Linked DNA regions of Macaca mulatta: regions 1 and 2 are each linked to region 3. The links are chromatin contacts, called in public Hi-C maps. All regions are on one chromosome and are shown on one strand. The core of a region is the stretch at or near the end of the contact, and the rest is flanking DNA. Distances in the headings are between cores, read along the strand shown.

What was found. A called contact is a pair of places that touch in the nucleus more often than the background predicts.
Region 1: a contact with region 3 is called in a Hi-C map of fetal cortex germinal zone, with 6 times the contacts expected there. The contact joins the enhancer-like site here to the promoter of ZNF608 in region 3. A contact is called at or near these places in 2 of 14 Hi-C or Micro-C datasets (fetal cortex germinal zone and fetal cortical plate).
Region 2: a Hi-C map of fetal cortex germinal zone shows a contact between it and region 3, with 5 times the contacts expected there. The contact joins the enhancer-like site here to the promoter of ZNF608 in region 3. A contact is called at or near these places in 2 of 14 Hi-C or Micro-C datasets (fetal cortex germinal zone and fetal cortical plate).

What each region holds. Positions count from the first base shown.
Region 1 is chr6:132,761,942-132,766,428 of T2T-MMU8v2.0, reverse strand. No RefSeq gene overlaps it. Among named protein-coding and RNA genes, the nearest start is that of CSNK1G3, 290 kb to the right of the region's middle. Within about 2 kb of position 3,073, at least 13 of the 40 cell types and tissues checked have an H3K27ac peak or open chromatin away from gene starts, as enhancers often do. A contact at or near this core is called in fetal cortex germinal zone, where this site is marked.
Region 2 is chr6:133,086,536-133,090,993 of T2T-MMU8v2.0, reverse strand. No RefSeq gene overlaps it. Among named protein-coding and RNA genes, the nearest start is that of ZNF608, 590 kb to the left of the region's middle. Within about 2 kb of position 1,498, at least 12 of the 40 cell types and tissues checked have an H3K27ac peak or open chromatin away from gene starts, as enhancers often do. A contact at or near this core is called in fetal cortex germinal zone and fetal cortical plate, where this site is marked.
Region 3 is chr6:133,676,887-133,680,838 of T2T-MMU8v2.0, reverse strand. ZNF608 (zinc finger protein 608) reads left to right here and starts at 1,952. Exons shown (of 10, transcript XM_078004481.1): 1 at 1,952-2,281.

The DNA of each region.
Region 1 (4,487 bases), core at 1,824-4,323, 920 kb after region 3:
GCAAACGTTTGCAGACACACCCTTGTGTGTGAGTTCCATGAGGCCCGCAGTTCTTTCAGCTTTCTTTCCTGCTTCGCACATGAAAGAATGCCACCAGTCATATGACCCGACAATGACTGACTTCCATGCCACCCTCATCCAAGCAGAGTGACACTGGGGTCGCAGGAGGTCCTTTTGCTAGGATGACAGCTCTCTGGCCAGTCAACCTCTCTCTTGATTTTTCCAGGACTATTATTTGAAGCAGTAGCAACAGAGCCAGAAGGAGAGAAAGAGACTTCAGGTGATAAAAAAATAATAATAATAACCAGAGTTATCAGGGAGAGAGAGAGAGAATATAAAAGAGAGAGACAGAGGAGGAAGCTGCTTCTATTTGAAATGTTCAGACATGCTGAAGTAATGATCCTGGCAACATGTTAGCAAAACATTAGAAACACTTTAGTAAGCAAATAATTTAATTACAGCCTTCTCGGAGGCAGTTTATATTGCTTGACCCCTGACCTTTTATATTGCTGTACCTAAACTCAGCCCGGAATTCACACTTCCTATTCTTGTCACAGAATCTCTCCATCTTGTACCATTTAATATAGTGTGCTCCAGGTGTTCTGTGGTGAATGAATAGTTATATTACTACCTGTCAGACACAATCACACTCTATTCATCATTCTCGCCTGGCTGCATGAGGCCCAGCTTCCAGCAGGCTCCCTCTCTATTTCCTTGTTCAAACGTCTGCGGTGCTTTTGGCCCATCTGTCAAGGCTGTCATTTAGAGGGAAAACAGTATCAGCGCTTTAAATATATGGAGTTCTCTATTGAAACAGTGCTGTGATTGAACTGTCAGCATTCTCAGTATCACAGACAGTAATTCATGACTGGTCAGGGCTCCATTGAGGTTGCTATTACTACGGTGACCCTGAAGGGTCATGCTGAGGGTTTTTGCTTTACAGTTTGGTCTATAAATAGTGCAATTAACCTTTCAAGAATTACAAAATGCTCTTGAATTCTCTTTATATTTGCTTGGTGCTTACATGGTTTAAAGCAAGAGGAAGAAGAAAGAGAAAAAAAAAAAAAAAACCTCTACAAAATTGCTGAAATATGTGCCATATGAATAGAAATATACATATATATATATTGTTTTGAGAGTGAGCACTTCAAATGCATGAATATATTTTAAGCCATCGTTTGCTGTTTTGGAGCAAGATAACATATGCTGAGATTTCTGCTGAAATTAAAAGGTTTCTGAATCTGAAATAAAATATGATGGATGTGAAGGAAAGGACTTCTGTTCATCCTTATGGAAAGGAAGTGAAGGTTTTCAGTTCTCCAAATTGTTACCTTTCAAAAACAGAGGGTTTCTCACTGTTTCCAGCCCTAATTTCTCAAGCAAAACACCTGCATTCCCAGCTAAGCCCAGGGAAAACATTCTCAGGAGCCAAGTGCTATCTCTAATCTTAGAACACAATCCCCAAACGAAATAGAATGTTGGATGCTGATCAGGCCTCTGATGACTCCCTTGCATTTGAAAGCCTCGCAGCACAGAAAGAGCTTTTTCTGGTTTATTCCTGAGGAAATCAAAGCACTTTCTAAGGAAGCACAGGTCAGAAGCAGAGCCTAAAATAGAAACCCAAATTCCAAATCTCAGCTTTCTGTAAAGCCACGTCTATCAGGCCACCGCCTCCCTTCCTCCCTGGAAACCATAATAGTAAGAGTTCGCTTTTCAGTATCTCTCTAAAGACAATTACATGCTAAGGGATTCTGAGTAGTCACTGGGACTTGTTCTTGAATTATAGGGCCTTTTTTTTTTTTTTTCTTTCCCTTTAGGTTTCTGCTTCCCACGGATGTCTCATAACACAAAGAGTACAGATTCACGGTGCTGCTCAGTTGCCTCTCAGATGAATGTTTGATATGTTTTCTCCTCTGCAGGATTATTTAATGACTGCATTACGCCAGTTATTCTCACGGCTTATACAGCACAGAAAATTTTTTTTCCAAGTTGTTCAATGGACAAAGCCAACAAAGCATTTTAAATTTGTGATACCAATGTTATGTGGCTAAAAATAATTGTTAATTTCTATCACTGCATTTCCTTGCCTCAAAGGTAATTTTACCCAGTTTCTTTCTTAAGAGAAGGAAAGAGATGCTATTTTCGTGTTTGCAGATCAGTGGAAGAAAGCCACAGATGCAGCAAATGGTCCTTGATGACAAATACTTATGTTGACCATCTTCTAAAAGCAAAATAACGCATCATTTCATTAAATATCCTCCTCACTGGGGAAGGAGGATGAAGGCAGTATTTCAGCCACCTTAAAAGTTTGCAGGAGGTGAAGGAAGAGTAAAGACACATAAACCTTCCCATTAGAGCTATTTGCTGAAAATGCTTCTCAAACCAATCCATGGCTATGCCGAAGTAAAAGCCACTGCTTCTTACAGCCACTGAACAAGGATAATTAAGAGGTAATCTCCTCCAGTTAGGGTGTGTTTTTCTTTTTAGAAACAATCATAAGAGGTAGAGAGAGGTGCCCAACACAAAATGTTGTCACTGTTGTTATCTTTTGTGACTGCTTCCTTCTCTTCCTGTCCTCAGTTGGAAAGCAAAAAGCCTTTGCTTATTATAGAGGCAGAATAAGTGCTAGTCTCATCCCATTAACTGTCATATTACCAGGCTCTGTGCCATCCCATTTGAGTTTCACTGAGCATTCAGAACTGCTTAATTATGTACAGTAAAGACAGTCTGCTGAGACTTTCCTTCTTGATTAATATGGGAGGGGGAGGGGAGGTTACGGGTCACCTACAAGCCTCGCTCTGCCTTGCACAGAACTAACTCTGTGTAACAAAGGCTTTTATGAGTTAAAAAAATAATAAATGAAAGAGCATTTGTAAAGAAAGATGCTGGCGTCAAAGGAAAGGCTACTTTTGATTCTGCAGGCTAACAACAGATATTCCCCCTCTGTGTTGGCATTAAACTGTATAGTGCATTCCTTATAAATTATACCACCCCATGTTAATTATAGTGTGCTGACAGTGCTTGTCATTACTAAGCCTGCTACAGGCTTTGTGTGCTCAGATTTTAATAGCTGTTTGTTCTGAGGAATGTGGCAGAGCTGCATAAGTGACTGAGCCCAGTCATTGCTAGCATGGCTTTCTTCAGTCTCTCACACTAGTTCTATTTTTACAACCTGAACACCTCCTTTTCTGGCTCTCTTGCTCATCCCCTCCTCCCGGGAAAGCAGATGTATAGGTTACTGTCTAGAAATGCCAATGCATTCATCCAGACACAATAAACTGAGGCTTGTATTGTGCTATACTCATTGTCAGCCTTTCCAAGCCTCTAGCTGAAATACTCCCTTTTCTCCTTTATCCAGCTTCTGTATAAAAACATGACTGCTCTAATCTAATGGGATATTTAGAGGTTCCCTCTCCAAATTCTAATTCAGCATTTTCCTCTCAGGCAGGAGTTCTATCCGAGACCGTATTCATATTCACAGAAACAGCCTGTGAAGGAACATGCTGCAATGATGAAAAACAGAGTCAAAACCTCAGCAAATAGTTTTTTTATTTTCAATAGTTATTTCTATCATCATCAACACATACCAACACAAAAATCACGCTTTCATCTTAAAAAAAAAAAAAAAAAAAAAAAGATACAAACACTTAATGAGCACCTACTATATGCCAGGGGCAAAGGCTATATTCTGGAAAAACAAAGATGAGTAAAATACAGTTCCTGGCCTGTAGAGTCTTATTTCATAGCAACGGAGCAGATGTGTAAACAAATAATTACCATTCCATGCACTGTGTAATAATAGAGGTGAAAACAGAATTCCTCTTGGCCTCACCAGCCTATGTGTACAGATGTGGTCCCATTAGCAGTAGTAACTCAAATTTCTCTGCTTTGTGAACTCAGCAATTTCTGGGACTCCCCAGACAGGGGCTCACACGTGCTCATAAATATTTCTGATCTGCTTACACCATGGCTCTTCCATCAGGCATCGGACTTGGCAAGATCCCAGCTTCTGTCTCATCTGTCTTTTGTGGAGTCCTCTGTTAGAGGGTTACCAGGGCAGTGCCACTTGAGCCACGTTGTTTTACAGAGTTTCTGGTAGAATAGCTCACTGTGCTTTCCAAAGGAGACAGGAAAGAACCCATTAAGCGTTGGGCTAGGAGAAAAACCTGAGTCGAAAACATCATGTTGTCCTCAGATTTGTCCTCTCCACCACTCTAAGCCTTTCTTACCATGCTGAGTTCCCTAAGCCAGGTTCCTTCCTCCCTGAGGAGGAATTTTCACACAAGATTCCTCTGTCTTCCTATCACGAGGCTTCTGCTGGATCTTACTCCCATAGTATATAAGAAATTCCAGACACATCTGTATCTCCTAATCCGAGCTACAGTAAAGATTTGTACGAGTTGTATTTATACACTCAGGCACTCACCCCTAACACACACACATGGAAACATACATACACCAACACATGCTGCACATGCAAAATGAAT
Region 2 (4,458 bases), core at 249-2,748, 590 kb after region 3:
TACTCCTGCTGTTCAAATAGGGAATGGTGACTTTTCAAGTTTTATAGTTCAGAAAGTATATCAGAAGGGAGGCTTAGGGGCCAGTCTTAGTGTTTCTGTGATCTAGCTGTGTGATGTGGTTTAAGTAGCTGTGCCTCACTTTTCTATTCTATAAAATGGGCATAACGAGACCCATGCACTGTGCTGTGGAGATAACAAATGAGAGAATGATCGTAAACGCACTCCAAAAGTATAAGGTGCTGAAACACTGCTTACCTTTTTGTCATTCATACTCCACCTGACCCATTAAATATGTTGTAAAGCAGTTCACTGTTATTATGATATCATCAACTATTTCACAGGCTAGAGAATAGGGACAAAAGAAATTAAGTGATTTGCTCAGGGTTGCATGGCAAGCCAATACAGGGAAGGTTTCTGGTCTTGGAGGCTGTGCCTGCTCTTGCCAGAGCATGGAGACCCTCCTGAAGCCGGCCTTGCACACTGAGTCAGTTGGCATGCTCCATGTGCATCTTCCTGGAGCATGTGGTCTCTTGGTGCTGCTCATGGAAGCAGTTGCCTTGCACAGATGCCTGAGAACTCTTGCTGTGGGTCTCACTCTCAATCCCTGTGCAGTAACCCTCCCCTAATCTTTCCCATAAATAACAACGAGCCAGACGCTGACTTTCTCTTGGACTGGCGCATCTCCCCAGTTACCCCCTCTTCCCTATAGTGCACAAACTATGCAAAATTACAGTTCACTCACACTTGAGGCCCTGGGAAGCTGAATCCAGTGCCTTCAACACTTAGCCCTCTTTGTTCCTCCACCACACCCTAGTCTGCCTGTACCCTCTTTGTGTGTATATGTCTGTTTGTGTGTTTCCATTTAATTAATAAACTTTATGTTTTATAGCAGTTTTACATTCATGGCAAAACTGAGTGGAAAGTACAGAGAGTTTCACATATCCCCTGTTCCACACACCACCTTCTTTTTTGAAGCTATGATAACAAAGCAACTTTCCTAATGGGCGCTTTGTACATGGAACGCTCCTTCCCAATTGAACTGCCATAGCACAATGCAGTAAAGAATCTGTAACAATAGGTGATGTACTGTACATTACCATTCTAATCATATATTTTATTGGAAGCTGTATGCCTCTTAGAGCCAGCATTTCATTTGCCTCCTATGCCTTATAGAAACCCTGCTGCTGTGACAACGGGCAGCAGTAAAGCTAATGGTCTTTTCCAAAATCTTTCTTAGATTCAAAGGGAGAAAAAGTGTGAAGGAGAGGGAAAGAAAAAAAATCACACAGTCATTTCCAGCTATTTGTGTTAAAATACAAAGAAAACAGGGCACATTCAAAAATGGTATGCTGGGAAGCCTCCATTAATATTTATTTTGGCATTAATATTGATAAGAAAGTACTTTGTAGCTGGGCTTTGTTGCCTCCCCCAGTGTCCTCAAGCTCCCTGTTATTCAAGCTGGTGGCCATTAGCTCGCGTCTTCCTCTGTACCCAGAGCCTCTGAGAGGCTTGGCGGGCCTCCAGCTCACTTACGCTTAAATGGACACTCAACCTCCGACGGACACACAGCTAAATAGAGGCCAATAATTCAATACAGTATGACTGTACCGGGGCTGCTAGTAAATCCATCAAGCAGTAAATATCATCTGAAGCCAATGCAAGCTTTTATCTTTCCAATTTTTTTGTATGTCTGAGCGAAGCCTAGGCATTCAGCGAATCATGTAATTTATTCTGCAGTGCCGAGCCTGGGCTGTCTCAGACATCATATTGACTTTTTTTTTTCCCCCATCTGTCAGGGGCAGTCAGCAGCTCTGCTATTGTGAGAGCGCATCACATTACATCTATTTATTTATTTATTTCCGCTGCTTCTTTGTAGCATGATTGGGCAAGAACGCATTATCTCAGATCAGCGAATACTAAGAAAAGCATCTGAACATCATTACGACAGCATGTTAAACATTTGTCCTACCCAGTTTGTTAAATCAGCAAATGTATTTCCAGCAAATGCTTGTAATTGTTCATAAAGGGCTCCCTACTGCAGGGTTTTACTAAGCTGAAAATATGGCCTGTTATTTTCTTCAGCTCTTTAGGTCAGCGGTGATTCCAATATATTGTAAATAATGCCGAACAGCTGGTGTACTGACGTGGTGTGCGTGTGTGTATGTGTGTGTGTGCGCCTGTGTGTGCATATGCATGTGTCTGCACACACCACACACCTGGCTATAGCTCTGCATGTTGCACACATATTTTGTGCACATGTAAGTGATTGTATGGCCAGGCAGTCCCAACACTTTGGGAGGCTGGGGTGGGAGGATTTCTTGAAGCCAGCAGTTCAAGACCAGTCTGGGCAAGAAAGTGAGGCCCCTGTCTCTAGAAAAAATAATTTATAAAACAAAATTAGCCGAGTGTGGTGGCGTGTGCCTGTAGTTGTAGCTACTCAGGAGACTGAGGTGGGAGGATCCCTTGAGCCCAAGAGTTGGAAGCCGCAGTAAACTATGACTGTACCATTGCATTTCAGCTTGGGTGACAGAGCGAGACCTCACCTCAAAAAAAAAAAAAAAAAAGTGCTGAATATTAACTTCACAAAGTTAAAGATTATGTTATGGTTTACAATGGTTAGAGAATGTCTTGCTTCCTAATCAATCAAAATTTAGACTGAGAACAAAGCTCTTTTGGTTACAGTTGCTGTCTTCTTGAAAACTTAAAAAGTGTAGCTCCTAAATTTAAATGTTATCTATGATTCTCTTGCTCTTCTTCCTGTATAAACTTCAAACCAAGGAGAGAAATAGGAGGAAGATGAATTTCTCCAAAGCCCCTCCCTTCACAGTGGGGTTTGAGACTGCTGCTGCTGGACAGAGCCATCAGACATCTACTGATTGGATGATGACACCCCACGTACAGCTGCTTCCCCCTAGGATACTCCCCAAAGCAACCAACCCTTTCTCAAAAGCCAGGTGTGCTTCTGAGACTCAGCCTGATTGACTTGATTCCATTTGAATTTGATTCGTGTCCTACTCTAGTTGCATCCATCACAGAAAAGTGTTTTAGAAGTTTCTTGATCTTCTTTAAGTAAATAGGCATCATAAATGTACTTCACAGAAACACCAATGCAGGATGTGCAAATGGAGCCGTGACTTAGAGTCAGCCATGTTGTTTACCCACCTTCTCTTTACAAACAATGTTTAAAACCAAAAACACTCCACACCTTTTTGTACATAGCTGTAAGTAAGGCAATTGATATTTTAAAAAGTAGCAAAATCAACATTGTTTTAAGAACCTGGCTTTTCTGTATACATATGATCAATTTTTAAAAATAGCCTCCTAGTCCTTTGGATAACTGCATTCATTGAAAAAACACTTGTGGTTTGTACTTGATAAAGAATATCTTTCTATGGACTGATTGTGAAAAATGACTTTGTATTTTGTTCTCCGTTATTAGTGTTACCACCTTAGAAAATATCAAATTGGTTTTTCCATCTACATCTGACCAGGAGAATCTGGGTAGACATGAGTTCTATTCTGAGATTGGATAAAGTTATGGCTCACAACCTTGGGTGCATAGTTGGGCACATTATCCCTCTCCACATAGCAGAGAGCATCAATGCATATGTTCAATTTCCCTTTATTAACCTCCAGTTAGAAAGTCCTGCACAGTACATGCTGCTTTTAGTATTCCAAAGAGCAGACACACTGTCTTTCTAAAAAAAAATATTAAAAGGCAACTCACTGAGTCATTTTCTAACACCTGAGAGCAATTAATGTAAGCAGAGACAGGAAACATCATCAATTATTTAAAACAAAATGAATATGTAATGCTGACCTTCTCCAACTGCCATCAGTTTTATACTTACACCTAAATCAACTCAGGGGAACACACAATCCACAAGGCACTTCACATTGCAGTCTGCAGTGGGGCAGACGCTGGTCACAGGGAAAGCTGCCTGGCTGGCTATGTTCGGCCCTGAGAGGGAGATGGAGAAGCCCCTGATACCTGATGAGGGAAAACGGCTCCTCCAGCTCCCTGAGTGCATCACCACCTGGGACCAGCAACTTTATGTAGGAATGCTCCTGGCCCACCAGTCTTTCCCAAATATTTTCACTTGTTTCCAAATTATTTTTTATTCCTACCGTCTTAAGGAGGAGGGCTAACATTTCTGTTGTTTTATATTTCTGATACAAGTATATATATGGGCAGTGTGTGTATATATATCCTATTATGTCTGTTTATTTGTTAATATAAATGTATTAGTTTTTTTCTTTTTTTAATTCTTTCCTATCCTGAAAAAAAAGGAAGTGGGGAATGTAGGCCATGCTTATTTGGGAAGCCTAGAGAGATGTTTGTATAGCTGTAATAGCCAGTTGCTGGAATTAAATGAATCCTCTGCTTTCTGAACAGAGGGTTTCTCTGCAAATATGAAAGCTCAGCCATTCTCTAAGGGCAATGTCACTGGCTGGAGA
Region 3 (3,952 bases), core at 703-3,202:
GGCTGAGATGTAGATGGCACCCCAGGGACACAGGAAGTGCCCAAGAGTGATCTGGTCCTTTGAGAAATCACTCTTTTAAAAGAAGAAAAGTCAAAAAACAGTATGGTGCTGTATTCTTATCAATGGGGCATACACAAATGTAAAATCTGTACATTCAAACATATATAACAAATCTCAAAGCTAAAACGGATCCCTAATTTGCCCATTTTATTTGTTAAAGTACAGCTTTGATTTGAATACAAATTGACTTAGGGAGAGCTAAGGACTATTACAGATTGCATTCCTCTGGTTTATATATCCCAATAAAGGGTGGAAACTGCTGTTTATAACTATTTGCAGCCTCAAATCTAGTTCATTTATGGTAGTGAAACAGCTAATTGGCAATTTTTTATAGACTAAATATACTGAAAGCTCAAACATGAGTCAATAGCCATTATTTAAAATATGTGACATAAATATTTTTATTGATCCACGAAGTCATCACTGAATATTTACATCAGAAGCTGTCTTCTGCTAGCACTCATTCACTTTATATGTGTCCATATGACTCAGTTAAGACACAATCTTAAATTGCAATTGTCATGTGGAAATTACAATTACAGTAGTACAGGATCTTTACAACTTGGGATCATGATGCTTTCAGTTTACAGTACCCTTTGACTTTAAAATGTCCATATTGTAGCTTCTAAAAATAATGAAGGTAACAATAAAAAAATTCAAAATTAAATGTACTCTAAAGGCTTAATATATGTAAATACATTAGCTTAAATATGTTAGCTGTTATAGTAAAACGCTAAACTTGTTATTTCATATTAACCTCTCTTATCCTGTGACCTGAGTCTCATTAACTTGGTTGCTGGCATTTGTCCTACAATAAATTGTAAAATATTTCTGTGTTTGTGGATTGTAGATGTAGCATTCAGAAGATTTATGACACCCGGTTCCCCAGCAGTAGGGTGAAAGATTTGGGGGAAGAGGAATTCTGACCATTCCACAGTTTAAATATGTGTACTGGAACTGTTCAACAGTTAATCTTCCTAGTATATTTAACTTTCACAAGTCAATTTTTAAAAAGATGAGGCTGGCCCGAGGTGTTACTATGATTAGCTAGGACCTTATTTTAATATTTTTTCTTTTTTGGCGTCAATAACACCAGGTGGAAAAGATTTGTTACTAATTCCAGGGAAGAATCATTCACATAGTGTTGGTTAAATGGTCGCCTGCATTCACACTTCAGTGCTTGTAGACCAGAGCCCTGGAAACAAAAGGGTTACTTGTTTCCCCACCATCGCCTTTACCCGCAGATCGATTTTTCTTATTTAATCAGCGAGTAAAAAGAGAGACACAGGGAAGAAAAAGAAAAAAAAAAAAAAAAAAAAAAATTGCAGGAAGGGCAAAGTGGTGGGGGGAGGGTTGAAAGCCAGAAGCTGCAATACAGAAAATCAGTCTTGGGAGTTGGACTGCGGAGTCCTTGGAACAAGGAAGGGAAGCCAGCAAAATGCTCGCAGTCATTTCCACACAGCCAGCCTCCCTTTTCTCCTCGCTACGCGCTAGTGGCTCATTTGGCTTCTCTCTGCCACCGAGCGATCACATACATTATTTCCCCCAAGATAACACAATCAAACTTGTATTTACCGACATCCTCTCCTCGCAGCCTGTTTGAGATTTGTTTTAATAAATAAGTGTTTTATGTGAATGATGTAGTAATTGAAACGGGCGCACCATTTTTTTCCCTTCTTACTGCGGGAGGTTCCTCAACCCCAATCTGGTTGGAAAATAAAACGCTTTGTCTCCACAACCACCCCCCACAGCACCCCCACCCGCTCTCAGTGTGTGTTTTATACGTGTGTATATCTCAACCCCCTACAGTAGCCAAGAGAAAGCAGCTAGCCAATGAGAGAGCCCAGTTTCATAAAAGCTGCTCTCTGATTGGCCCGATGCGAAAGGGCACTGGGAACAAAGAAAAGTCCCTTTCAGGTATAGAGGCTGAGAGCTTCTTTTGCTCCACTCCCCCTGTGTGTGTGTTGTGTTTCAGTCCTGATTTCAGTGTTGCAGAACAAGCTTGTTGTGTGTGTGCACCAGGGGGATTTTTGTTTTGCTTTTCTTAAATTTTAATTTTTGCTTTTATAAAACATACACAGGCCGGTCTGTGACATTTGATGGTCCATCTTCTTTAATAATAAATTTGTTGAAGAGATTATAATTTCCAAAATAAAGCGGCTGCAACCAAACACATTCAATGCAGTTAGAAGGAAAAGGTCAACTCCATCCAATACAGACCGTAAGTACGGTTGCGTGGTGTGTCTCTATATAGCACTTAGCGGGGACTTCATGCAGGGGAATGTGCGAGTTTTATGCATAGAAATGAGGAACTAGTTACAGGGTTTGGCTTTTGCATTTAGAACAACAACCCAAGAAGGGTGAATTTTATTCAGTGGAGGGTGAAGCATTTGTAACTTCACACAAATTAAGCTTGACTGGGCACTCGGGGTAACTTAGAGTAAATTAGCTTTTGGGCTCTAACCCAAAGGAGAATAAAAGTGACACAGTTACATATCCTGGTCTGCAGTGTCAATTCTCTAGCTCACCTTACTCCCTCCCTCTTCTGTCCTAGCTGGGCAGACCCTTCTCCCAAACCGATCCAGGAAAATGGGGGCAAGGGCAGAACAAGCCGATTTCTCTCTCCTGTCAGCTCCCAGTGCCCGATAATTTAAAATTAAACAAGGGAATAGTCACTCATTACGTGTAATGGTTATAATTACCATTCGCCATCTCCTTGAAAAAGCAAGCAACAAAAATACCATTAAGAGAAAAAATAAAAGCCCGACCCAACCCAAACAAACCCCCAAATAGTAACAATGGTGTGTTTATTACAGGACCAGGCTGGTGAGCAAGCAAAAGGTTTTTCTTTGTTTAATACATGAAGTGGGGGTCCCTAAAATCCAAGTAGCTCGGAGGTACCCTTCTCCCTCCCCCAGGCGTCCCCGTCCCTGGCCCCCTGGGAAAGCTGACAAATTGGAGATAAGTTGAAAGGTTTATAAAGTGTTTCTTTAAAACATCTGCTTTGCTCTTGTGCTCATTACATTTCACTCCTTCCGAACTTCGGAGATCCTAGATCTCCGAGAAATGTTTCACATTCATAACTTGTAGCTTCGCCCACTGCGGGGGGGCGGGGGGAGGAGGTTGGGGGAGTGTGTGCAGGGGGAGGGGAGAGACCTACAGCTTTTTTTTTTAAAGACCAGATCAGTATTTTCTTGATACGCTTGTCACCATTTTTGTTCTCACGACAACCAATTGAGCCCTTGATCCTCACGTGATGTGAAAGGCTTGCACTGTAACAAAATCGCTCCTTTTAGATGGTTGGTTGTTACTAACTCGCCCATCCCCCTCTCCCAGCCCCGACATTTCCAGCAAAGCGACTCTCCACTTCCAATCCATCAACAATTCATTACTGCTTTTAGCTTCCAAACGCCAGCTAATTAAAAATACTAAGCCAAGCTCCGGGGCCATCTGACTAAACACAGGAGGGGGTGGGTGAAGGGAGGAGGAGGAGAGAAAAAATAAATAAAAGGGAGACACACCGTTTGCTGCGAGTATCAGAGGGATAAACTCCCGAAAAAGGTCGCCTTAAAAAAAAAAAAAAAAAAAACCAACCAAAAACCTTTTTTTTGACTCTAATTATCGAATTACCACATGACTGATTGACCTGAGCGACAGAGGATTCCACTCCCCTCGGGAACTGTACTAGGAACTCAGTTCCTTTTTCTTAAAACAACGTAAGACAGGAAAACATCACATCCTTTAGGTTTCGAAGACTGAGCCCTTTTTAAACGCCGTTATTTTCCCCACCCCACCGCCCCCCGCCCCGAGCGAATGCTGTTATAACTGGTTTATCAGCTCACTGAATCATCTGCTCCCTCCTCCTCCACACCTTTCTTTTTCTCCTCTTGCC